3 separate regions of the Gossypium hirsutum genome follow, and regions 1 and 2 are each linked to region 3. Evidence: chromatin contacts called from public Hi-C data. All regions are on one chromosome and are shown on one strand. Each heading gives the region's core, a stretch centred on a gene start, on an enhancer-like site or on the middle of the called end of the contact. The rest is flanking DNA. Distances are from core to core; before and after follow the strand shown.

What was found. A called contact is a pair of places that touch in the nucleus more often than the background predicts.
Region 1: a contact with region 3 is called in a Hi-C map of leaf, with 1.7 times the contacts expected there. The contact joins the promoter of LOC107886127 here to the promoter of LOC107886123 in region 3. A contact is called at or near these places in 4 of 34 Hi-C or Micro-C datasets (hypocotyl and leaf).
Region 2: a contact with region 3 is called in a Hi-C map of leaf, with 2.2 times the contacts expected there. The contact joins the promoter of LOC107886118 here to the promoter of LOC107886123 in region 3. A contact is called at or near these places in 5 of 34 Hi-C or Micro-C datasets (all in leaf).

The regions. Positions count from the first base shown.
Region 1 is chrA03:17,489,843-17,492,542 of Gossypium_hirsutum_v2.1, forward strand. It overlaps LOC107886127 (delta-1-pyrroline-5-carboxylate dehydrogenase 12A1, mitochondrial), which reads right to left and starts at 1,315. Exons shown (of 16, transcript XM_016809970.2): 1 at 849-1,315; 2 at 306-385; 3 at 84-187. The coding sequence starts at 934. LOC107886128 (ruvB-like 2) reads left to right here and starts at 1,897. Exons shown (of 2, transcript XM_041096620.1): 1 at 1,897-2,700. The coding sequence starts at 1,962.
Region 2 is chrA03:17,155,001-17,157,700 of Gossypium_hirsutum_v2.1, forward strand. It overlaps LOC107886118 (dnaJ homolog subfamily B member 4), which reads left to right and starts at 1,273. Exons shown (of 2, transcript XM_041096571.1): 1 at 1,273-2,122. The coding sequence starts at 1,503.
Region 3 is chrA03:17,325,370-17,328,069 of Gossypium_hirsutum_v2.1, forward strand. LOC107886123 (homeobox-leucine zipper protein HAT5) reads right to left here and starts at 1,254. Exons shown (of 3, transcript XM_016809961.2): 1 at 692-1,254; 2 at 202-599; 3 at 1-120. The coding sequence starts at 824.

The DNA of each region.
Region 1 (2,700 bases), core at 65-2,564, 160 kb after region 3:
AGACAATCTGAACTTAACTAGCGGAGATTTGTCTGAAATGAAGCAATACAAGCACCAAACACATTTACATCCAATGGACAAACCTGAATTCCATTTCCATCAACTTCTGCAACTTTAATGAACGGTTCTCCATTCAGAGGATCCACAAGTGTGTTCCAAGCTGCAGATCCAGTCCATTTACCTTGCACTAAAAACACAAACATTTCATATTACAAGAAATTGCTTGTCTCCGTACTTCATTACAAAACAGTTGTTTCACCTAACCTCTATGCTAACATAACACGATTCACAGGGGAAAAACATACCCAAGTTTTGTACTTCAGCAGGTTGAGAACCCGATATCCCTTCGGCTTCCACAGTTGCGAAAGGTAAAGAATGAACAGACCTAGCATAGGGGAAATTGGGAAATATTAAGAAAAACAATCCACATGAAGTTTTCCATAGAAAACATAGTTTCTTCAAGAAAAAACACAACATGAAATTTAAACATCCAAACTTTATGCCCAGCAAAAAAGAAAAAGAAGCAAATAACACATTCAACAAAAGTGGCAAAGAAGTTTCATCACATCATGAGCAATAACAAAAAAAGAGTCAAATTGTCAAATTTTCAATCCAATTATGTACATCAATATATCTACAAAGTGTTTTATGAATAAAATTAAACTAACTCTTAGAGCAAAACGCCCTCAAGTATAAACAGATCAGATTATCACAATCCAAAACTAAACTCTATTGCCACAAGATTTAGTTCCCTGAAAATGATCACAAAAAGAAAAAATAAACAAAACCCAGAATCCCCCCAGCATCTATTATCAAAACCACGGATTAAAAATAACACATTGACGTACCTAAAGAGATTAGAAGAACTGAACCAAGAAAGAGCCTTGTGGGAAGCTCTGCTTCTGATTTCTCTTTGCAATACAATTCTATGCATTGCGAATGGGCACAAACGCGTACGCTATTAGAGAGATGAAAAAGCTATGAAACTTTTCAGGGCTTTCAGCGCTTCACTTCCTAAGATTTGTGCTTTCAACATAATTTTACATATACATATATATGGCAATCAATTCTTTAGGATTTCTTTTTTAAGTATTTAATTTTGATGTCTTAGCGAAATAGGTTTAAGATGTGATCAACCTTCATCAACATTGATGCAGGTGTAGGTTTTTTTTTAGTTTCCTAATTTCCATTTGGACAAATCAAAGTTGGACAAGTTGAATGCTCTACCCTGACAAAGTTTTGATGCAGTAAGTAACCCATAAAGTAGTAACACTAATATCAACTATCTCACACACGACAAAACCTTATCACGTGCATCCAAGTCATATCAGCATAATTGTGAAATTTTCACCTAAAATTTTACTTAAATTCCACTCTAATAAAAATATTAAAACTCAAATTTAACTTTGACTTAATTTGAATGTTTGTATTAATTTTTTTATATTAATTTTTATAATTTTTTTAAAAAATAATACATCAAAAATATTAAAATAATATATATAACACTAAGATAAATACAAATCTCTCTATAATAATAATAAAATTAATAATAAAATAAAATAGTGAAAAAAATAAAATAAAAAATAAAAAAACAACATTTTGTTTTTGCATATTGGTGTAGAGTGAGTTCAGACAAAAAAAATCTCTCTAAATTTAACTTATTTTTTAAATAAATTTTTTTACCTAAATTTAATTTTTGAACTTATATTTTTACTTAATCCTTTCTATTTTCATATGAAAAATTTTAAACATGTCATACAACTTAATATTATTTCAAAAAATATATAATATGAAAATAAAAAAGATAAAGAACATAAATTATCACTAAAAATAAAATTTACTTTGACAGAAATGCCCTTAAAACAGCCTATTAACCCTAATATAAAACCTTACGTTTGTCTTTCTCAAAACTCTGCAGTCGCAAAACCCTAAACCCTGCCTTTCCCTTCCTCAATCATCCAATGACGGAGCTGAAACTCTCCGAGAGCCGAGACCTGACCCGAATCGAACGCATTGGGGCTCATTCCCACATACGGGGCCTAGGCCTCGACTCCTCTCTGGAGCCCCGTGACGTCTCGGAAGGAATGGTGGGCCAAGCACAAGCTCGTAAAGCCGCCGGTGTCATCCTCCAAATGATCAAAGACGGTAAAATTGCTGGCCGTGCTATCTTATTAGCGGGACAACCTGGAACTGGCAAAACTGCCATTGCCATGGGCATGGCCAAATCTCTTGGCCTTGAAACCCCTTTCTCTATGCTCTCTGGCAGCGAAATCTTCTCCCTTGAGATGTCGAAAACCGAAGCTTTAATGCAAGCGTTTCGAAAGTCCATCGGAGTAAGAATCAAGGAAGAAACTGAAATAATCGAAGGCGAAGTCGTTGAAATCCAGATTGATCGGCCGGCAGTTTCAGGGGCGGCTTCAAAAACTGGGAAATTAACGCTTAAAACGACGGGTATGGAGACCATTTACGATTTGGGGGCGAAGATGATCGAGGCATTAGCGAAAGAGAAAGTGCAGAGTGGAGATGTGATAGCTATTGATAAAGCTTCAGGAAAAATAACGAAGCTTGGAAGGTCATTTTCAAGGTCGAGGGATTACGATGCTATGGGTCCGCAAACAAAGTTCGTGCAATGTCCAGACGGAGAGTTGCAGAAAAGAAAAGAAGTTGTCCATTCTGTTACGCTTCATGAGATCGATGTTA
Region 2 (2,700 bases), core at 23-2,522, 170 kb before region 3:
TCAATTTTTGATTTACATCAAAGTATACGAGTCACACATACATAGTCTATCACCCACTTAGGATTAAGGTATATCACACTATGAACGTTATAAGCGAATAAATTCGTAAATGGATCTAGGATCTATTCTACTTGAGTCATGTATAATGTACTTTATTATAGTCAGTCATATCTATGTCTCTATTTTTCAAGAGACATCTGCTTCTATACCTAAGTTAAGATATCTTCCAATTGGACTTGATAGACAACATATTAGTCTTTTATTCGATTTGCTCAATTTTGATTAGACTAAGAATGTATTTAGATGTATAATGTACTTTATTCCAGTCAGTCATATATATGTCTCTATTTTTCAAGAGACATCTGCTTCAATACCTAAGATAAGATATCTCCCAATTGGACTTGGCAGGCAACATATTAATCTTTCAATTGATTTGTTCAATTTTGATTAGACTAAGAATATATTTAGATTATCTATTAATATAAATTGTATTTCTGTATTACGATCCGATCACGTAATTCCATTTAATATTAGTTAAACGTGAGATAATCAATGAGTAAAATAAAGTATTATAATAAAAATTGATTTCGATTACTGAAGGTTTATGGTTTGTCATAAAATATACTTCATTCCCATGAGTAAGGATCAAACCTTGAAACTCCAAGCTTGTGATTATGGGATGAAGTAAACAACCACCACACCACGCCTCATCGTTATGTATAAAATTGGTGATTTTGATTCAAACTCTAAAAAAATCAATAAAGTTAACCTCCAACATTTACAAAATGTCAAATTATAATTTTTAAAAATGGTTGGTCATAAAATATACTTCATTCCCATGAGTAAGGATCAAACCTTAAACCTCTAATCTTGTGATTATGAGATGAAATAAACAACCACCACACTACACCTCATTATTTTATATAAAATTTGTGATTTTAATTCAAACTCCAAAAAATTCAATAAAGTTAACCTCCAACATTTACAAAATGTCAAGTTATATATATTTTTAAAAATTTATAAAATTTAAGATTTTAATATTTTTGAGCAATTTTTAATTATATGTATTTTTTAGACACAATGTCTAAATTACTTATAGCTCCTCCCACCACATAAATAAAAAGATAATGTATTTCTATATACTTAAATTCACATATTCCTATCTTAGGAATAATATAAATACCAATCAAATTACTAATATTTAAAAAAAAAATCGAATCCGTTTAAACTTTTGCATCTAAATATATCAATTGTTTGCCATATCTTAGAAACGTAGTTAGCAGCACGTTATTCGTATAGGCCCCATACCTTTTTGAAGATATCATCTTGTATTATTATATATTACGAAAAGATTCATTTTTTCTTTTTATTTTTTAACCGTCAGATCTTCTTTTCCCTTCACAGCCTTCCCTTCCATAATTCAGTTTCACATTCTCCGTTTCTTCCTCAATATTTTCTTTCTAGCCAAACAAACAGAAGAAAGAAAAAAAAAACACAGAATCATGGGCGTCGATTATTACAATATTCTGAAAGTGAATCGCCACGCCAACGAAGAGGATCTCAAAAAGGCTTACAGGAGGCTGGCCATGATTTGGCACCCCGACAAGAACCCTTCCTACAAAAGACCCGAAGCCGAAGCCAAATTCAAGCTTCTCTCCGAAGCTTACGATGTTCTATCAGATCCGAAGAAACGACAGATCTACGATCTTTACGGTGAGGAGGCTCTCAAATCCGGACAATTCCCGCCTCCTAACCAATCTCACGCTTCCACGTCGGCGTCTTATCCCCGCGGAGCTGGCCATTACTATAACAATAGTAATAATAATCAGAGGCAGCAGCAACCTAATACGGATTCTTTCAGGTTTAAGCCGAGGGATGCAGATGATATATACGAGGAGCTGTTTGGGGCGGAGGCCAATGGTGGAAGAGGAAATAGAGGGTTTAGAGAAGCGCATTTTAGGAATAGTAATGGTTACGGGACTAGTACCACTACTAGTAATGGAGAATTGAGGAAAGCCGCTGCCGTGGAAAATGTGTTGCATTGTAGCTTGGAAGAGCTTTATAAAGGTGCCAAGAAGAAAATGAGGATTGCGAGGAATGTTTTTGACCCTTCTGTCTCAGGGTAAGCTAAGCTTCTTCTTTTTTTCTTTTTTTTAATTTATAAGTCTTTTAACTTTAATGATGGATAAATTGATTTTTGTCTTTTGATATTATTATTTTTTATTGGGATTTATGCCATTGAAAAGACGAGAACTTTGTTTGTTTGATAGTGAAATGTTTGTTGGAGTACAAAGAACCCTTTTGTTGCTTGATGGCAGGCAATGCTATATTTTTAATTGCTTCTTATAAAGATGCAAATGATATATTCTTACTAGAGTTGACTGTTGAGTTTGAGCTACATTCTATTTGGCATCCAATGCTAGTGGTGTGAGTAATTAAGATACTTTTCCTCCAACTAGTAGTTCGCAATTTGAATAGGATGGATTGTTCTACATGATTGTTTTTTCTTTGGATTAAATTTCTTGTTCTTTTTGGTTTTACCTATGGTCAGAAAGTATTTCGAGTTGTTTGCTATGAATACCGGTCAACTGAAGCACTTTCACTTTTACTTAAATGGTTGACTCGAGGAAGGAAAGGTCATCTTCTGTTTTCTTGATGATCATAAGAAGTACCAAACCATAATTTTGTGGAATGTGAGAT
Region 3 (2,700 bases), core at 4-2,503:
CATTGAAACAACAATTGGCTTTTGTGATGGTTCTTGTAATAATAATGGCTTCACATCAGAAAATTCTGAGTTCCTTTGCTCATTTTCTTTCGTTTGCAACTTATCTGTGAGTTGAAGAACCTATAAAAACAACCACAAATTTAAGATATTAACATGAAAATAATCAAGATTTAAGTTCGTGTAAAGCTGCTTGTTAATTACCTCTTCTTTTAGTTTATCTTTTTCCTTAAGGAGATCATCATAGTCAGCCTTGAGGCTATTATACTTGGCTAGCAAAGTGTCATAGTCTTTCTCCAGCTGCTTCGTTTTCCACCGTGCACGACGGTTCTGAAACCATATGGCAACTTGCCTGGGTTGTAACCCAAGGTCTTTAGCCAGTTGAATTTTCCTTTCAGGTTCAAGCTTGTTGTCGACCTCGAAACTCTTCTCTAGAAACTGGATTTGGTCAACAGTTAGCCGTCTTTTCTTCTCAGGTTGATGAAAACACTCATCTAAATACTCATCATATCCATTCTCTTGTTCATCAAACATATTGAAGATTGATCTTTTGGGCCTGCTTGTTTTAAGGGAATCTTCAAAGCTTACTATCGATCTTGTCCCTGAAAATTGCCAATCAATTGAAGTTGCAAAATTTATGAAAAAGTAAGGATATTTAGATAAACCCGAAGTGAGAACAAGATAGTAAAAATACCAAGAAAAGGAGAAGGAGAAGATTCTGGAATGAAAAGGGGATGAAGCCTTTGATTTTGAAGCAAAACAGAGAGATTGTTAGGAAAGCCATCAGTGGAATCATTATTACTAGGATAGACCCTCCCACCCGCCATGAGAAATTGAGGCTAAAAGGGATCAAACGTTGTTGTTGTTGGTTGGTTTTTAGGGAATCATCTTAATCCTCAAAACCATTATACAATCTAAAAACAAAAGAAAAATGGCCACCCTGGTATTTGGGGTTTCTCAAGGCTTGTGGCGAAAGAAGCTGGTGATGATGATTTGTACGAAATGAGAAGTGTTGGAACAACGGCAGCTCATACCCATCACTCATCAGAAGAAGCTAAAATTTTGTTGAGATTTGGCAGTGGGGAAAGTGAAGGAAAGGTGGGAGAGACAAAGGAAAAGTGAAGTGGCAAATTGAAAATAAAAGAGATAAGGGGACTCTTTATCTTGGAGTTGTTGAGCTTTGATGGGGTGGTAATAAGGTCCAGCTTATGGGGGGTTTTCTTATTTTGGGGTTTGGTGTGCTTGTAGTTACTTTGATGCCCCCCTTGCTTTTACTTTTGTTTATAAACTTTTTTTAAGGGGTTCTTTTCTACTTTAATTTTCTTTATGCCTTTATTTTCTTTTTATAGATTTTTCTGTTTAAATCGAAAATAAAGTTTGAGTCAAACTGTTAAATGAAAGGTAAAATTTTTACTCACTTCACCTAAACGATAATTAGATTATAGCATATATAGTTGGAAATAATTATGTAACAAGTTTATCAAAAATTAATATAAAAATAAAATATAGTTTTGACTGAAAGAGTAAAATTAAGATAGTTAAAGATATAACATTTTGAATTGCTTTTTGTTTTTCTTTTAGGTTTATTAAAATATAAAATAATATTCAGGAACTTCTTGATAACACCATGATTTTATTCTTGAAAAGCATATCCTTTCGAAAATAAAAAAATGATGCAAAAAATATAATAATTAAAACGATGGGTTATTGAGATAGTTGAGGGCTTGGGAAAGAGGCACAAAGCCAACATTAAACTCAAAATAATATCTTTTAAGAGAGATAGTAAATGAAGTCATGCATTTGGTCATGGTTGAGAGGAAGAAGAAAATAAGATGGCCGTCGTTCAAGGGTTGGAATGGGAATAACCCAATCCTCTTTTCATCCAAAAACAAATGGTTAACACTAAAGTCAGTTGAATCTTTAAAATAAAGAATGAGAGGGATAAGGCAAAGGTAGAGGTATGGGGGAAGAAGACAAGAGAAAAGAAGGGTGTAAAAAAGAAAATCAAATAAGTCGGTTTCAGGAGAGGAATGGATGAGGTCGAAATTTAAGGGGCATACACGAATGGTTTGGTTCACTCAGCCTGGCCCTTCATGTTCCCTGCACTATCCCACCACCCACTCTTGCCTCTTGCCCTCTGCCCCCATCTTTCCTCCCTTTCAACGTTTCCTTTTGGTTCTCGTGATCCCCTCTATCAACCACGTCACTCAATTCTCCTATCGTCATTAACAAAGTTTTTATATCAAAGAGTTAGATTATATTTCGTAATGAAATAATTAATTTTATAGGTTAGATTAAAGAGTAAAATAATTTTTCGATTATAAATTTCATTCAATTTTACTTTTAAAAACTAGTCTTTATACATTAACATGATGTATAAATGACACAATAAATATAATTATTTGGTTATTCTGTCAACTATGTTAACTTTTAACGATAAAAATGAATGAAATTTTAACAGATTGTTATTTAATCAAAATTAGTAGATCAATTTTTTCAATAAAGTAGAAAAAATTTAATATAACCTCCTAATACTTTTAGGGCTAAATTTATATATTTTTACTTTTTTTTTAAATATTAAAATCAATAAACTGGTGCTATTTACGTATTTTTACTTTTTGAAAATTTACACTAAACCACTGTCTAATTTTTTAGTACCTTTTTATCAATTTATTTAATCTCAATTTCGGATTCCATATGAGC